Regions from separate parts of the Sus scrofa genome. Here regions 2 and 3 are each linked to region 1. The links are chromatin contacts, called in public Hi-C maps. All regions are on one chromosome and are shown on one strand. The core of a region is the stretch at or near the end of the contact, and the rest is flanking DNA. Distances in the headings are between cores, read along the strand shown.

The links. A called contact is a pair of places that touch in the nucleus more often than the background predicts.
Region 2: a Hi-C map of liver shows a contact between it and region 1, with 7 times the contacts expected there. The contact joins two enhancer-like sites. A contact is called at or near these places in 3 of 47 Hi-C or Micro-C datasets (liver and undifferentiated spermatogonia) and 1 of 2 datasets of contacts at active chromatin or transcription factors (alveolar macrophages).
Region 3: a contact with region 1 is called in a Hi-C map of embryonic fibroblasts, with 7 times the contacts expected there. The contact joins the promoter of CPOX here to the enhancer-like site in region 1. A contact is called at or near these places in 3 of 5 promoter capture datasets (fetal liver, fetal skeletal muscle and liver), 25 of 47 Hi-C or Micro-C datasets (adipocytes, alveolar macrophages, blood and 15 more) and 2 of 2 datasets of contacts at active chromatin or transcription factors (alveolar macrophages and skeletal muscle).

The regions. Positions count from the first base shown.
Region 1 is chr13:160,152,008-160,154,667 of Sscrofa11.1, forward strand. DCBLD2 (discoidin, CUB and LCCL domain-containing protein 2) reads left to right here. Exons shown (of 16, transcript XM_021070662.1): 14 at 862-911. Among named protein-coding and RNA genes, the nearest start is that of ST3GAL6, 72 kb to the right of the region's middle. Within about 2 kb of position 1,319, at least 20 of the 83 cell types and tissues checked have an H3K27ac peak or open chromatin away from gene starts, as enhancers often do. A contact at or near this core is called in alveolar macrophages, embryonic fibroblasts, fetal liver and 1 more, where this site is marked.
Region 2 is chr13:159,981,765-159,984,424 of Sscrofa11.1, forward strand. No RefSeq gene overlaps it. Among named protein-coding and RNA genes, the nearest start is that of DCBLD2, 81 kb to the right of the region's middle. Within about 2 kb of position 1,312, at least 1 of the 83 cell types and tissues checked has an H3K27ac peak or open chromatin away from gene starts, as enhancers often do. A contact at or near this core is called in liver, where this site is marked.
Region 3 is chr13:160,331,085-160,333,744 of Sscrofa11.1, forward strand. CPOX (coproporphyrinogen oxidase) reads left to right here and starts at 1,352. Exons shown (of 7, transcript NM_001243844.1): 1 at 1,352-1,956. The coding sequence starts at 1,440.

The DNA.
Region 1 (2,660 bases), core at 69-2,568:
TGATCAAATCACCTAACTGTCTTATCCTCATTGATAACAATAGATCAGCTTCTTTATCTTTAGCTCGCAGGGCATTATTTTCATTGGTTTTACATGCCAGCATCAGAAAATGTCCTTTTGTGTGCTTAGTTTTTTCTTTGTAAAAGGCTTTTGGTAGATAGCAATTAATGTTAGGAAGGGGTAAAGGTTTCTCCAGGGGAGGATATGTTGGAATTCTGAGGAGGAGGTGGGGAGAACCTTTGTTACTGCGCATGTGGCCCTTGGCCGCCAGGCATGGAAAATCCTGTTCTCATTATTAGTGAGAGCGTTGGCTTACCCTGTACAGGATGGAGGAATCAAGATTATGCAATTACCGTATTATGTGATACTTTAAACTTCTCTGGGGCAAAGGACTGTAGAAAAAACCAACATGTTAATAACAATGTAGAAGAAAATGTAGGGCTTTTTCTGTGAACTTTGTGAATCAACTAATTTGTGAAATTCATATTTGAAACTAAAATCTAACATGATTTCCCCATAGTAACCCACATGTCAGGGTTGGGCCTTGATTTGGTTCAGCCTTTTAATCTGCACACTTAGTCTTTTTTTAAATTCCTTTATCCATTTTTTTGTGGCAAATAGTTGGCTAATAAGATATCTCAGGAGATAGTTGTTTAATATTTATTGAGAGTCCAGAATTTATGAACTTCAGCAGTGGCAACTTTAAAAGTCAAATGAAAATGAAACCCCCCCAGGTAGATCAACAAGTAGAAATGTGTACTCTTGACTAATTATTAACTTTGGTGTTTATCCTGCAGTTTCAGAGTTTTCTTGCTAGTGAATTCATTCTATTTGCTATTTTTTTTTCTTGTATTTTTCCAGGAAGAAAAAAACTGAAGGCACATATGACTTACCTTATTGGGACCGAGCAGGTACTTCATGCATGGCTTTGCATCTCTTTCCATCAGAGGGAAGCCCCTGCCCTCCAGGTGGCAGTAGTGACAGAGGAGTGTCCTTTGCAGGCCCACGTGAACTCCCCAGTACTATTAGAAAAAGGGCATTCTTCTTCTGATTGTTTTTACTTTTCTCTAAATTCTCTTCTAGCTGATAAGTAATGAAATGAAACATAAGAATTTCCCATAACACATATTCTGTTCTTTTTCTTCTGGAGAATTTGTCTGGTTTGCCTCATGCATGTGTCTAGCTTGAGACCAGGTTTCTGTGTGGTGAACGTGAACACTGGGTAAGAAGCAGAGGATTGCGGTCCCAGTGACACAGTGTGTGTGTGTCACTCTGCTGTGGATATTTACCACGTGGAGTCCAGCAGTTTACGAGTCAGTGAAATCTTCCATGAGTTATATCTTATGAATTTCTACTCTGTGGTAGGTGGCAGGTTGCCACAGGTTACACTGGGGGCCTTCTCCAGGTCTTATCCTTCCCACTTCTCACTCCCAGAGTGACTAATAGGAGCCAGTCCACTGTGACTAAGGTTGAAAAGAGCTGTGGTGGGGACAGACCATCCCAGAGTTGATCTTGGGAAGAATTTTTGAACGTAATTAAATTTATTAAAAACCACTGCTGTAACAGACTGAATCTGGCTATACTATAGTAGTAGTGATTTGCCCTAGTATACACTTTTGATAGAGATTTCTATTGTGTTCTGCTTTGAACTGGATATTCTATCAAAGCAAAATACAGACTTGAACAACTTAAGGAACTAGAAAAAGAACAAATTAAACCCAAAGTTACTGGAAAGAAGGAAACAAAAGAAAACAGGAAAAAGCAGAAAACAGCAAGCGTCGGCAAGGATGTGGGGAAATTTAACCCTTGTGCACTGTTGGTGGGAATGTAAAATAGTACAGCTTCTGTGGGAAACAGAATTTTTTGGTGACTCCTCAAAAAATTGAAAATAGAATTGCCATATGATCCAGCAATTCCACTTCTAGGTATAGACCCAAAAGAATTGAAACAGAGATATTTTTATACCCATGTTCATAGCCACATTATTCACAATAGTTGAAAAATGGAAGCAACCTAAGTGTCCGTCAGCTACTGAATAGATAAGCAAAGTGTGGGATATACATAAAATGGAATATCAAGCCTTAAAAAAGAAGGGAATTCTGCAGTATACCACAGTGTGGATGTACCTTAAGCACATGCTAAGTGAAATAAATAAGCCAGTCACAAAAAGAAGAATATTATATGATTCCATTAGTACGAGGTACTTAGAATACTCAATTTTTTTTTTTTTTTTTTTGCTTTTTCACCCCGTACCCACAGCATATGGAGGTTCCCAGGCTAGGGGTCGAATTGGAGCTCACTGCCTGCCTAGGCCACAACACAGGAACACCAGATCCAAGCCATGTCTGCGACCTATACCACAGCTCACAGCAATGCCGGATCTTTAACCCACTGAACAAGGCCAGGGATCGAACCCCCAACCTTATCGTTCCTAGTCAGATTCATTTTCACTGTGCCAGGACAGGAACTCCAGAGTATTCAAAATTATAAACACAGAAAGTAGAATGGTGAGTTCCAGGGGCTGGCAAAAAAGAGAATCAGGAGTACTAGGTATGGATTTTAGTTCTACAAGAAGAAGAGAGTTATGAGATGGATGTTGGTGATGCCTGCACAACAGTATTAATATAGTTGATATCACTGAACTATTTGCTCATAAATGG
Region 2 (2,660 bases), core at 62-2,561, 170 kb before region 1:
CTTGGTTTTATTGATTTTTTTTCCTTTTTCTTCTGTTTAATAATCTATTGGCTTTTTAATATCTACTTTATTTTCTCTCTGACCTATATTATGTTCTAAATAAGGCATGCATCACCATGAACTTCCCTCTAAGAACACCTTTTGCAGCATTCCACAGATTTTGTATGGTTGTGTCTTCATTGTCATTTGCCTCAAAATATTTTTTAGCTTCTTCTTTGATTTATCATTAATATTGGGGTTTTTTGGTAACTCGTTGTTCAGTCTCATGTAATTGTTTTTTTCTCATTTCTTTTTCTGTTTTATGTTGATTTCTAGTTTCATGCCACTGTGAAAAGATGCTTGAAATAATTTTTATATTCTTAAATTTGTTGAGGCTCCTTTTGTGCTCTATTGTGTAGTCAATCCTAGAGGATGTTCCATGTGCACATTCTGCTTTTTCAGGGTGTAATGTCCTGAAAATATAAATTAAATCTAACTGTTTTATTATATGATTTAGAATCTCTGTTGCCTTGTTGATTTTATGTCTTGAAAATCTGTCCTTTAATGTGAGTGAGGTGTTAAAATCTCCTACTAGTATTGTATTCCCATCAGTTTCTCCCTTTTTGTCTGTTAGTATTTGTTTTATTTATTTTAAGACCCCAAATAATCTCTTATTCACAGCCTTCTGCATAGTTTTTTAGGTTAACAGACTGTACACATTTTAAAAGAGAATAAAATCATCACTCTCATGTGAATACAAAATGAACACATCAAGGATTTTATTTAACTCAGTAATAAGAGAACCAGTAAGGTATATAAAATGGGAATTTGACTTCCAGAGATTTATATTCTCTATCTGACAAAACTCTCTTGCCTTGCCATGAACAGGAATCATTTTCTTGGCTGCCCTTAGGAAATATTTTCATTATTGAACTCCTAGGGAGTTCCTGTCATGGATCAGCAGAAAAGAATCTAACTATCATCCATGATGATTCTGGTTCGATACCTGGCCTCAACTAGTGGGTTAAGTATCCAGTATTGCTGTGATCTGTGGCATAGGTCACAAACACGGCTCGGTTCTGACATTGCTGTGGCTGTGGTGTAGTCTGGTGGCTACGGCTCTGATTCGAGCCCTAGTCTGAGAACCTCCATATGCCATGGGTATGGCCCTAAAAAGACAACAACAACAACAAAAATTCTACAAGCTAACTTCTATCTCTATGAACCTGTAAGATAACCTAGTCAAAAACAGCCAAAAGCAGGGATGAGTCCACATAGATGAGCTAGCCAGAATGCCTACTAAATTACTAAGCTTTGCACAACTTTCCCCTTCAGGATCAAAGGCCATAGATAAGCCACACAAATATTTTGCTTTTTTTATTACCATTGGGACCTTCACAGAGCATCATGAAAGCTGTATAATGACTGAGATTAAATGATTTGCCAAGCAGGTGTCTGAGTCTCAGATTCAGAGTATTTTGATTAAAAAAAAATAAATTATGTTGATATTTGTTACACCTCTGAGTGTCTGAAATACAATTCATATCTGTTGTATTAAGTTTCTTAAGAACAGAGACATTGATCTACTTCTGTTTTCTTAGACCTGACACCAGATAAATAGGTAATTGGTAAATATTTGCTATATGGATATAATGAATGCTAAGGAACAAGAGAAAATTGAATATTTCACACAGTTAAATAAAACAATTGGGGAAAAGAACTTCTAATCATGAACTATCTCATATGTGTATTCTGCAAATTCTTACCCAATTTCATTGTATTCTGTGTGAGACAGATAATAAGAATCTGATATGGAAACCCAGAGGTTTATGCCTGTTTTCTAAGAAAACTGATAAAGGAAAGAACATCAAGCATAAAATTATTCTCTCTTGTAGGAAAGAAAGTTGTACTTGAAAACTATGCATCGCCTGGGCTCTAGAGAACACTCTCAGGATTATCTGATACTAGTCTGTTATCCTTGTGCTCTTTTGCAACTCTATAAATTGAAGATAAGTGGTAACAATGAAAAATAATTCTTGTATATTGATATACAAATCATGTCATGTCCAATAAAGACTCAATTGATTTCCCTTTCCTTCCTGTGGGGAAACAACTTTTGCCTCCATTTGCACATTCATTTCCATATTCCTGATTTATAAAGGTATCTGTTTCTTCAGATTCTCTAGAACCAGTTATAACATCTGCCTGTTATCCTCATTGTAAGAAGATAGGTTAAGGGGTCCTTGGAGAAAGAGAACCAGGAATGGCTTTCTTGATATAAAAGAAGCTATTTTGGCCTAAGCCATTTTGTGATCTAAGCCAGGCCATAATGATTGCCCTTGAACAGGTCTCAGCAACCATTGTTCTTAAGAAAAGTAAGGGAAGGCAGGAACAAAGGAAAAGCAGTCAAGAAACAATAGTTCAGCAATAAGACAGAATCCTAGTTCCTCCTCAAGGAATATACACCACAACCTGATACAGGTCTTTTGAGTTCTGTAGGAGCTTAAGCCCACACCAAGGTGGAGGATGGAATACTGATGTTAACCATCTGATTTCAATCAGCTGAAGCTTGGGCTCTGTCAAAGACATTTGTCCCAATTCCGTGCTGAATTCTCCTTTGCTCAAGCCTCTTCATGAATATGCATGCACCCTTAGCTTAAAACTTCCTTAGTTTTGCCCTT
Region 3 (2,660 bases), core at 102-2,601, 180 kb after region 1:
TCTAGAATGGTAGTTTTTATATTTCCTTTGCCAACTCAGTCTCACAGGTAAAGCATCCTCCAAAGCAGTTTAATCACTTCTTAATCTAAGCTTTTACCATTTACTGAATCTCTAGAGAGTTAGGCTTGCCCACCCAGCTAACACTCTGCTCCCATGTGAGAGCTGCCAGATGCTGCTGTAATTGGATAAAATACACTGCCCTAAACAACTGGTCAAACATGTAGCCATGGAAGTTCCATAATTACATCTAGCCACTAAGAAAAAGCTTGTAGAAACTACCACTGGTGGCTTAAATAATTATCTGCTGCTTGAAATGAAAATCATCCTGGAGATTTAAGGGACAAAGGAGCCCATGACAATTGTTCTTACACTCATATGCAGACAACATGGAACTGTGGTACGGTTACAGGGGAAAAAAACAACAACAACTATGAAATCTATGTTAGCTTCGTTTCTCATTTCTTTAAAAGCATGTGTGTGTGTGTGTGCGCGTGCGTGTGCGCGCGCGCCTGCGCTCATGTGTTTTGGGGAATAAGGAGGAGTGTGTCCTGCCTAGTTTACAGGAGTTATTGGGAGTATTAAACGTGAGATATATTTGGCAGCACCCTACAACTGCAGGATGATAAATATTTTAAAGTTTCTTATTCCTCGATCACCCAAATACAACAGGTCATGAGTTTTATGCTGGTTTAGAAAAACACTTTTGCTTTTCCTATTGCTAGAACAATCAATTGTACACTGTAGGAGCAAGGCCTGGGAAGATTTTAATGATAGAAATGTGCTATGGTGTTGATCGCAGAAAATCTTTTCCTAGGATTTTCTTAGGACCATTTTCATTAGCTTTTCTGACTCCTTTGAAAAACTAGCCCATAGGTTAGGAGTTTCCCAGGCTCCGCCCCCACCAATCCTACCAATTTTAGAAGATTTAGAGGACTGGATCCGGGACCTTCTATACATAAAAAGAACCAGAATTTGCAATGCTGTTTAAAAGTTGTAAGTCAGGGCAGGAGTCTCTGGGCATATTTCTGCCCAGGTTAGTCCTCAGTCCGTCCAGCCCTACTTTGCCTTCTCCCTGTGGCTGGCTGAACCACAGACCAGAGGTTGTACGTGACAAGAAGGCTTCTTTTATCTCTTCCAGCGCTTCCACGGCCCTCTCCTACCACCGCCACCCGGTTCTCTTCCCGTGGGACCCGCCCTTCTGGCGGCGGTGGATTCTTTTATCTCCCGGGTGCGCCCCTGCAGGCGGCGATAGGAGACAGAACTACAGCTCCCGGCATCCCCCGCCTCCCGCCTGCCGCTGGCAAGCCGACCCGGTAGTAGCTCTTCTCCCGCAAAAGTTCCTTCACCCGGCGCTGCTCGCTCTTTAGGACCCCAGGGAGCACAAGGGCCGCTCTCTGGGAGGCGGGCACTGTCCGGGGTGACAGCGCGGGAGCGGGGCTATGCACTTGGGCGGGCTGAGCGCGGGCCCCTGCTGGCGTGCGGCGCGTGCCGGCTGCGGAGAGCTAAGCGCTTGGTCCCGGCGCTATGCTGTGGGACGCCTCTGCCGGCCGCCTGGCACCACTTGCCCCCAGCAGAGCCGCGGGCTGGGGCACGGCCCCACGACGGGAGGCAGCCCCCGGCTGAGGACCGGGGTGGCGGCGGGGCTAGCGGGGCTGGCAGGGCTGGCCGCTGCCGCCTTCGGGCAGGTGGAGCGTGCGGAGATGGTGCGCAAGAGCTCGGGGACGCCGAGCACCTTGCCCGGGAAACCGGAGGAAGACGACGACGAACTAGCCCGCCGCTGCAGCTGCTTCATGGCCCCGCCTGTGACTGACCTGAGCGAGCTGCGGACTAGGCCGGAGGACATGAAAACCAAGATGGAGCTGTTGATACTGGAGACCCAGGCCCAGGTGTGCCAGGCGTTGGCACAGGTGGATGGGGGTGCCCGCTTCTCTGTGGATCGGTGGGAGAGGAAAGAAGGTGAGGAGGTCGGCCCCTAGAGGGAGGTGGAGATAGGGAAAAGAGGTCAGGCTGGTAGTAAATGACTCAGAATAGGGGATGGAAGTAAGGAAAGGGTACCTGTAACAGCCTTTGCTGGGTTAAAAGGGACACAGTTAAAAAGACTGACACTGACAGGGTCATCAGCCCTCAGCTTGGATTTGTGGACCTAGATCGGCTGTCACTCTAGTACTGGACATTTTTTAAATCTTCTCAATTTTATAATGGCATTTTCCGTAGAAATCAGTAGGTCGCTTTTAGCCAACAAACTTGGATGTCCTAGGTTGTAATTGAGCATAGATTTTTTTTCACATTTCATCTGCTTCTCTGGGTGCGTTTACCCTATCTCCTTTGGAGCTGGGAAAAAAAAAAAAAAAGCTAGCTCCTCTTTACTAAGTGTAAGCCGGTCTCTGGTCTCCTCCAGCTGAGGGAGTTACTGTGTCCTTATGTCCTTTCCCCAGGTTGTGCAAGAAGTATTTGATTCAGCTTGTCAGTAGTTCTGCCAGATGCGCCATCAGATTGCCTGCCAGGAAAATCTTTACCTCCACTGGCAAAATACTTCAGTATTAAAACCAAGTTTTTACAGAGTCCTATATTCATGACCATGTTATTGCCTATGCAGTGGAACCCTACATCTTGGTCATAAATTTAAAGTATTTCTGATTCTTCTTACCTGGGAATACTAA